2 separate regions of the Mus musculus genome follow, and region 1 is linked to region 2. Evidence: chromatin contacts called from public Hi-C data. All regions are on one chromosome and are shown on one strand. The core of a region is the stretch at or near the end of the contact, and the rest is flanking DNA. Distances in the headings are between cores, read along the strand shown.

Evidence for each region. A called contact is a pair of places that touch in the nucleus more often than the background predicts.
Region 1: a contact with region 2 is called in a Hi-C map of the Ba/F3 cell line, with 2.7 times the contacts expected there. The contact joins two enhancer-like sites. A contact is called at or near these places in 14 of 484 Hi-C or Micro-C datasets (the 63-12 cell line, the Ba/F3 cell line, the G1E-ER4 cell line and 8 more), 4 of 115 datasets of contacts at active chromatin or transcription factors (CD8 T cells, the HPC-7 cell line, embryonic stem cells and 1 more) and 1 of 9 other capture datasets (embryonic stem cells).

Annotation. Positions count from the first base shown.
Region 1 is chr14:55,426,171-55,430,958 of GRCm38.p6, forward strand. No RefSeq gene overlaps it. Among named protein-coding and RNA genes, the nearest start is that of Gm52145, 11 kb to the right of the region's middle. Within about 2 kb of position 1,576, at least 5 of the 459 cell types and tissues checked have an H3K27ac peak or open chromatin away from gene starts, as enhancers often do. A contact at or near this core is called in the Ba/F3 cell line and the G1E-ER4 cell line, where this site is marked.
Region 2 is chr14:55,385,314-55,390,164 of GRCm38.p6, forward strand. No RefSeq gene overlaps it. Among named protein-coding and RNA genes, the nearest start is that of Gm52145, 51 kb to the right of the region's middle. Within about 2 kb of position 2,223, at least 33 of the 459 cell types and tissues checked have an H3K27ac peak or open chromatin away from gene starts, as enhancers often do. A contact at or near this core is called in the Ba/F3 cell line and the G1E-ER4 cell line, where this site is marked.

The sequences.
Region 1 (4,788 bases), core at 326-2,825, 40 kb after region 2:
CCCATCATGATCATCATCTGTCAGCTGTGTCACCAGGTGAAGATCGAGCCTTCATACCTGGAGTTTTCTGGGGCAGAGGCCACATTACAATCAAGCATTAATATATACCATTACACTAAAACCTTGAATAGATCTCAATCTCCCCTGACCTACATGACTGCAGCTGTGAGTTCTAACAGCCTGTAGAGGAAATGGAAACTGGGATTCCTCCCACATGAACATGGACTGAAGCTAGCAGGATCGAGGAGGAAGGGGAATGCTGGATCAGTGGGAGCAGCATCGTGAGTCTCTGGCCACACTTCGTGCACGGTTGAACGATATTGGGATGACTGCAGCTATGGGCACTGCTTTAGTCAAGCCTCAGTTCTGTTACTCTCCCTAAACTCTCCCTTTATTCACGGGTCATGGGGCTGGGCTCTCACACAAAGAATTATTGACATCAGCACTTCTGTGTCTAGCATGTCATTGATTCCTTCTTGTACACTGGATAGCCTATACTGTTTCAAATCAAGCCTCGTGGACATGAGCAGGACCAGCTGATCCCTTTAGCATATCCAATCAACACTGGCCTGGCGATGGTGCATTTAGGTTTACAGTACTCAGAAAAAAAAAAAAAGTGTTCCTCAGTCATCATGCTACCCAGCCCACTACAACATTGATGGTTTCATAGCTGAACATGACGTGCCATCGGGAAGTAGGGCCTAGGTGGAGAAAGGAGGTGACCGGAAGCATACTGTAAAGGAATGTCCTTTCCCTGAACCATGCTCCCAGTTTCACTCTCTTCTCTTCTTCCTCCTCCTCCTCCTCCCTCCCTCTCTCTTCCCTTCCCTCTCGCTCACTCCCCTTCCCTCTCACTTTTCCCCCTCTCTTCCATTGTCGATCTCTCTGCAGCTTTGATCCACCACACTCTTCTACCAATGATATTCTTTTTCTTACCCACAGGCATGTACAGTGGAGGCAGCCAACCATCAGCACTTAGCCTGAACTAAAACACACCTTTCTTCTGTTATGTTTATGTCCTGGGATATCTTGTCATAGCCTCACAAAGCTGATTTATGTACTATCCATGTGACTGATCAGTTTCCAGCCCACAGGGAGATTGTGCTAATACCCAGTGCACTAAAGTCCCACCCTAAATCACAGCGTGACTGCATGCAAGGGGGCTGCCATAAAGAAAATGCCGACCTGACCACTCTGTAGTATGGTTAAAGTTTTATTGTAAACATGAGAAAGAGAACAGCCAGGGGGTGTGGGAGAATCCAGAAGAGAAAGACAAGGCAGACTAGATGTATTCCTAAGACTACTCTTGGTGCTAAAACTATCTTGGGTGACTAGCCCTAAATTCCTATACAATGAGACCTGAGTCTGTTCTGGACTCTCCCACACCCCCTGGCTGTTCTCTTTCTCACATTTACACTAAAACCTTAACCATGCTGTGGAGTGGACAGGCCAGCAGTGTCTTTATGGCAGCCCCCCTTGAAGTCATACTGATAACAGGTTAACTGCCTGGTCATTTAACTGTTATCTCTCCACTTCTACAAATGACACTTGCTTCCTGTATACATCAAGATTGTAATTCTGTTTTTAAAACCTCAAACCAAGCAGAGGTCAGGGCTGCTTCCCACTAATCTGCTTGGTACCATCCCATCAGCAGTTAATAAAGACTCCACTTGACTTATTCAGGCCTCTTGGGAGTTTTTCTCTTCAGGTATCCCATAACAAATATGGTCAGCAGACTGGACATGGCTAGGGCCGTCTGCAAAAGAAGGGAGAAGAGCAGCTGGATAGAGGCTAGAAAATGAGAGACAGCACCAGCATGGACTTTGAGATGACTGTCAGGCACTGGAACCTGGAGGTCAGCATGCACTTTGATATGCTCATAGGCACCACTGGGTAACCACATGTCCCTTCTGCCAGAGGTAAGGGAAATGACTCCTTTTGGCAGACCGGACCTGGTTTTGCAAGTGTCTGAGGAATGCTGGTTTTTAATCTAACCACCAGACTCCTCCTACAGTCTAGGTTGAACTCAGTTCTGGCTATTCAAATTGCCTTGGGAGTTTGGAGAATTGGAATTGCCTTTGGAGTTAACAGTTACCACCTGGTTGGCTCAAATCACAAGCCAGACTCCTACCAGACAAGATGTTGCAAGGCTTGGCAATTACCTCCCAGAAGATAAGGGATAGTGCTCCTTCCTGCCATTGCTACAAGGCTCAAGCCTTACTGAAACACCCCTGGGAAACTGCAGAACGGTTCAACAGCGTCTTCCTTCCCGTCCACACAAGCATCGGCCTGGGAGAAGGAGCCTGCCTCTGCATCTGGATTTTCTACTCACCCTAACAGCTAGACTGTGAGAGAACGGCAGACAGTGAGTTGATATAAGTGGGATTTGATGGTGTACCCTTAAAAGGGCCAAATTCTGTGAGAGAAAACATCCTCTCACTCAGGGGAAGCGGGGGTCTCTGGGAGCAAGGTTTCTCTTGCTTAACAACAGCCAAGACAAGGGCAGACGCTGGTTTCAGAAGATGAAATCCCCATGTGCTGATTACAATGTGACCTAAGGCATTCTGAAGATGCTGCGTCTCTAGAGAAGGGTCTGCCGACTGCCCAGCCATGGCTGGCCTGAGCACGGTGATTACAGGGAGATGAAATGTGGTGGGCCAAGAGCCAGAGTTATCTTGAGTTATGTTTTGTAATTTTCAAAAGCCATTGTAATTTACAAAGTCAGCCTCTGTATCTGACCCAACGTCCTTCTGGCTATCAGATACAATTCTTGGAACCTATCACCATCCTTAACAGACCCCCCAGCCTCCACCAAATCCTATAGAAGACACCACCGCTCATGTGCATGTGTGCGCATGTGCGCGCGCACACACAAATGCCCTGACCCTGCAAGCTCTCCTCCTGCTGCCTCCACGGACTTAAAACTGATTGGTGAGCTTTTATGTGCTGTGCCTATAAAAGTTCATATAACCTTTTACACAGTCGAACATGTCATTTAGAGTAATTTGAATTCACATTCCCGGATGCTTTTCTCAGAATAAATTGTTTTCTTATTTCCTTTAAAAAGGAATTATTTTACACTGGTACAACTTTGACCCAGAATCAATATTTGTATAGTAGAAGGCAAGCAGTGGTTTTAAATGAACATACATTTTATTCTTTTTTTTTTCTTCAAATAAGTAACACTTTGCATACACACCTGAATCTATGAAAGATCAGGGAATTGTTGGGCCTGAAATTACAGTTCAGGGGTAGAATACTGGTTCAAGGCCATAGGTTTGGGCTCCAGAACACAAACAAAATTAGAAACCGATGCAATGCACCCAATTTTGTACCTGCTAAGTCTTTATTTGTGCCTCATAATGTCACTGACAATTTTAAAGGTCTTAATAAAATAATACCTCTGAGTATATTCTTACTCACAGACTGCTACATTTATGATTAATTGCTTACTATCCTATACTTCCAATGCTTTCATATAATAAAGAGCACTGATTAAAGTAAACATGTAATTCTTCTTGGATAATTTTATCAAGCTAACCTTTCAAAGATTCAATTCTATTTTAGGTTCAGCCAAGCATTTAAGAAAAATACATGATGCTTGACATAAGAGGATTTTTTATTATAAAAAAAAAGAGATTAATTTAAAGAAAGGTTAGCTACCTGATGCTAGTCAAGTTAGATTGGCCAGAACAATCCTGTTAGCTTTGAGCAAAAGAGAAGACCACTGAACGAGCCACGTGTGTGTCATTAGCATCTTCTGATAGCTTGAATGTGTGATAAAACCTATAGACCTTTCCGAGTAAGATGTTGTGAAATTCATGTAGGATTTTTAAAGGGAAACACTGAAGTTCCCTTGCCCTCACTACAAACTGTCCATAAAAGAGATCTCCTTTACAAGGATAGAGAAACTACACACAAAAAATTAACCTAGTAAACCAGCCACTGGTCTGTTGGGGTATTCCAGGAGTCAGGGAATCCATATTGGAAATGCATTCTCAGAAGCAGCTCGAAATTTTCACATGCAAAACTGGCAGCAAGCAGATAGATCGTCCCCTATACCCTCCCCCTGCCCTGCTCCAGCAAGCAATCCTCAAATGCTTTTCTCTGACTTCTTTAACATGAACCAGGGGCAGAGAGAAGGCTCTGCTGCTAAGGGCACTGGCTGCTCCTGCAGAGGACCAGGGTTCAGTTCCCAGCATCTACAGGGAGGATCACAACCATCTGTAACTCCAGTTTCACTGCATCCAACACCCTCTTCTGGCCTCCTCAGGCAATATGCAGATAATGAGCCTGAAGAAAAACAAAGAGATGAAGCAGACCAGTCCCTTGGAGTTCTTAACTGTTAGGTCAAAGATGAGCTGATAGCGGTGGCTTTAAACTGGCCGCAAAGCTGAAGAGCTCCCTGAAGACAGTAAGTGCAATTAGCTGTTCATTTCTAGTCCCAATCAAGACTAGAATCGAGAATCAAGCTAACGGGTAAGCTTGAGGTCATAAATGTAGTCAGTTATCTCCTATCTCAAACTCCCATCCCAGGTTTCAGGCCACACCCAATCTTTGACTACCGAGTTAAGCCAACAGTAATAGAATGTGGTTAACTATTTCTTCTTCAGTTGGTTAAAGTAGAGAGGGTTAAGTTTTTATGCCTTAGGCTCATATCATTCTGGATAGAACAGTTTCCATGCACACTTCAGTGACAGGGATAACCAGTTCAAGCCTCGGGGCAGCTGGCTCTTCATTCTTGCTCTGCCTTCTTGCCTAGCCATTCTCTCAAAGTATACCTTGCTC
Region 2 (4,851 bases), core at 973-3,472:
AGAATTTCATCCTCAATGTTTGGATAACCCTCTCCCCACCTAAGCTTGAGCCCCCCTGTACTCCTCAGCGCCACACATCCACTTCCTGTCATAAGCTCATTGACATGGGGCAAGGCCAGGCGTTCAGACTCCCCGATGTCATCTAAAGAAGTGAAGGTCCTTACTTGCTCAAGGATGCCTATTCCACGTCACTGGCACCTGTGGGCTATCATCCTGAAACCCAGCCTTCCTGGATCCCCTGATAGATTCTGCTTTGGTCCAGATGGAGCTAGAACCTTTAGAGACAAGGAAAGGTATCCCAGACTCAGACCTTCAATCCCAGAGTCACCAAGTGATCCCTTTTGTACTGAACCTTCAAGATGTCCCCCTTACCCCACAAATGCCTCAATAAACTTCCCTTGGCAGAAGTATCATGTACCCATTCCAACTTGCTTGTTTCCTAATGTGAGAGAGCACTGCATGATCATATCTCTTCTCCCCTGGCCCTTATTTGCTCTGATTTCAGATGAATGTGAAGGCTCCAGCCCTGTTACTGAATCAGCTTCGGCCCCATATGGAAAACAGGGGTTGAGGGTGGGGAAGGGCACAAGGGAGGAGCTACTTGGTATCAAACAGCGAGCAAGGAAGTAGGAGTGTCAATAACACAAGGACAGTAAGAGTTTGTCTTTCACACTTCGGGGTCACGTAAAGAAATCAAAGAACCTGACCCATTATTGTGCCCAGAGAATGCAATGGCCAGGGAATTTGTCAGAGAATCTTCTGGAAGAAGAATAGGGCTGGGGGAGAATCTTGAGAAAGAAAGGCAGGAGTTCTCACAGTTGACCTGGAATTAAGAAATGAAAGTGATTTCTTTTAGCGTGCAGTAACTTGGGTCATGAGGACTGATGAACCTGAGGTACCCAGTGGCATTTCTGTCATCTGCCTCTCAGCCTCTCCGCACAGGCTGGGGCAGAGGCCAGCCTGACCTGCCCCACCTCACCTGTGAGGGAGCCCTACACCGACTTTCTCTGATTTGATGTCCCACTGATTTCAGTGACCTGAGATGCTTCCAGAACTGTATTCTCCAGGAGTTCGGCGTTTGTTTTGGGCAGGAACCGTGTGGTTGTACTCCCAAGAGCTCTTACTTACTGCATTGCAGACCGACCCCATCATTAAATGTTTCCCGTTGTCTGCTGAGTGTGGTGGTAGACGGGAGTTCAAGGTCAACCTCAGCTACATAGTGAGTTCTGCTTTAGATCCTATCTCAACTCCTTGCTCCCAAATACACACATTCCCTCTTCTTCTCTCTCTCCCATCTACCCTCCCATAATTATTTATATTTCATATTAATTACATAATATACATTTTCTTTCTCCCCATGATACACACACACACACACATATCAGCTTTCCTATGTCAGCTAGTCGAGAATCTCAGGCTCCCCCCTCCTAACGCTGTCTTAGCCTTCTAGTCTGCCAACCTGATCCAGTCTCATTCTCCTTTAAAAATCTCCGGGTCTCTTCCCTTGCATAACAGTTCCTCCTCTGAAGACCAGCATCAGCAGTCTTCCCAGTCAGCACAATCTATAGAGCCAGCTTCCCTCTATAACTCAGAGTGGCCAGCAGAGGTTGTTTCTGGGCCAAGCGCTTTGCAGACATTGCTTTAAGATGCTTGTTCCGGGGCTGGTCACGTAACTTGGTGGCAGAGTGCATTCTCAGCTTGCAGAAAATCTCCAGGGAGAACAGAAATCCTCTGACTGCACTACTTCCCCCGCTCCTCCCACACTGGTGTGAGTCTCCAGAGCACAGGCTGAGCGCCTGGTGCAGGAGGGTGAGCACCCAGGCTGGGGCTGTGTTTCTTCTCTAGACTAAAGTGGTCACCTGTGAAATACGACCAGCGCTTCTGACTGATTATGACTATGAAGTTCCCTTCCAGTTCTAACACAGGCAAGGTGTGGGATTAGATTAAACCATGTTTTCAGAAATGCCACTTTTGTAGGTTAAAAATGACCAGAGAGTAATTCATAGGGCACAAGTCAATGCCGTGATGGTATTAGGGGTTTGGGTTTTTTTTTTTTTTTTTTTTAGCAGCATGATCCTTTCCATCATTGTATGAATCCAAAACAAACAGACAAAAGCAGACGATGCCCAGGCTGAAATGTGGGTTTTTTCCGTTTCCTGGTACCTGACCTGGGCACCTCTGCAGAACCTAGCTTCATGGAACCAGCAGTAAACGGCTAATGAGAGGAGAGCACGGCCTCTGAGTCAGAGGCCTGCCTTTAGATCCAAGCTCAGCACTGCTGGGCCTCTGCCACTTACATTCCTCAGCTCGCCCTTTTCTTGTCTAGCAAGAGCTCAGCTGATTAGCAGCCTTGTGACATGTGATGAAACATGTCAGCTACCAGAAGTTAAAAAAAATCGATATATATTTAGTATAATAAATAATAAATATCATTTGAAAATAAAGTAACCTGCAATCTAGTTTATCACATAGGTAGTGCAAATATAACTTAATAACCAAACTCAGTTTATCATTTATAAAAAATATTAAATTTATTACTATTATTCTGGGATCTAAGCAAGCAAAATTGCCTCAATCTTTTAAAGAAGGCAGGTTTTTATGAAATCCATTTAAATTGTTTCCATTCATTCTTATCTACTTGCTAAAATCCTAATTATCCTTCTTCATGACCTGATTTAAATGGAGCTTCCTGTATGCTGGAGAAAAGGTCCTCATAGCCTGAAATTCTATACTTGACAAACACATCTTCCGAAAACTAGGGTAGAGTTCCAGCACTCTGGGGCTGAGCAGGAGTCAGTCACTAACTGGCGTTCTAAAGTATATGTCTCACAGTGCCGAGGAAGCAGGCAGCCAGTCCGTGAAACATGAGGCAAAAAAGGATGGAAAGATAAGGAAATTGTAACATGAATGAAGCAAACTGTCTATTACCCAAAACAAAGATGTTTAGAAGTTTCAAAGAAATAAAAACGTACCACAATAATTTTCACATCAGAAAGATAGAAACGGCGTTATGCTGTTAAGAGATTCTTAAGCTGTTTAGACAGGGCAAGAATATTAGATCTCAATTAAACAGCTCCATTTTACTTTCTGGGCTAACAGCTCCAAAAGTGTTCAGAGAGGAGAAAATAAGTTTTTAAACTAATAGACAGAGAGGTAGAAACAAACAAACCAATCCAAAACGCAATAATAATGAGCAGGTAAAAAGTAACTTGGGGTGGGATGAATTTTATGTAGTCTAACTCTTACTACATCAGTAGACACCGTGAAGATATAAAGCCGCCAAGCCGGGACTAGGAAGAAAAAGAGCTCAGGGTTAATAACACATTTCCCTCACAAGGCTTGAGGACCTGAGCTTGCTCCACAGAACCCACACCAGAGAGCCAGACATGTCACCACTGAAGGCCCTGGCTGCCCAGCCTGACCTGGGAAGAAGAACCCAGATCAGTGAGAGATCCCTTCTCAAAGACAGTGCGCAACACCTGAGGGACTGTAACCAAGCTTGTCCCCTGATCTATACACATCGCATGAACACCTGAACACACACATTCAAGTGCACATGCACATATGCACACGAATACACACACACACACACACACATAAAAGGAAGAAAGAAAAACCACTGGTCTAGAACCTTTAGTCAAATTGGGGTTTTAGTACATTGTAGTTAAAGAGAATTACATCACTATCCCGCTTCTCTTTCGTCTGTCCAGCCTCTTCCAGAAACCCTCCCTCAACCCCTCCCATGGCCCCCCACTTTCAAATTGATAGTCTTCTTTAATTATTATTATTGTTAAATACAAATACACTTAACTAATTATTTAAGATATATATCTTAAACATACATAGTGTGTATAATTTTAGGTAAATATAAAGTAATATGACTCCTTTAGGCTTTATGGCAGAAGACCTATGTGTCCATCCCTCTTTCTCCTTTTGTATTGACCTCCCTTCCTCCGAGTTCCCCCACTCCTCCCCGTTGGAGTTCCCTCTCCATTCATTTCCCTCTCCTCTCACTTATATCCTTCTCAAGCCCCCCCCCCCCGACACACACACACACACACACACACACACACACACGTTTGGTTCCTTTATATTTTGCTGGTGTCTGTGTTTACTTCACAGCATATCTAAGGATTTGGAGCTAGTAATACCTCAAGAGCGTTCATCATCCTTAACAACTATGGAAATGTAAACTAGAACAACTTCAAGATTTTATTTCATCCCAGCCAGAGTGGCTGAGACCAAGAAAACAACTAACAGCAAATGCTGGTGAGGTTGTGGGAAAGACAGAACCTTCATCAGCCATTGGTGGGAATGCAAACTCGAGAATCCTCAAAGAGCTAAAACTAAATCTACCATCTGACCTCGCTGTGCCACTCCTTGGCACATCCCCATACTTGCCGTCCTATTCCACAGACACCTGCTCAGCTTGGGTCATTGCCCCTATTCACAATAGCCAGGAGACAGAAACAACCTGAATGTCCTTCAACAGATGAATGGATAATAGCGGTTCATACCCACAACGAAACACTACTCAGCTACAAAGAAAACAGAAATTATGAGATCTACAGGTAAATGGATGGAACTGGGAAAGACTGTATTGAATGAAGTAACCCAGACCCAGAAAGACAAAGACCACCTGTTGTTTCTCATCCCCTGTCCCTACCTCCTAATTACTTTTTTTTTTTTTTTTTTTTTTTTTTGGTTTTTTGAGACAGGGTTTCTCTGTATAGCCCTGGCTGTAGACCAGGCTGGCCTCGAACTCAGAAATCCACCTGCCTCTGCCTCCCAAGTGCTAGGATTAAAGGTGTGCGCCACCATGCCTGGCCCTAATTACCTTTTAATCTGATG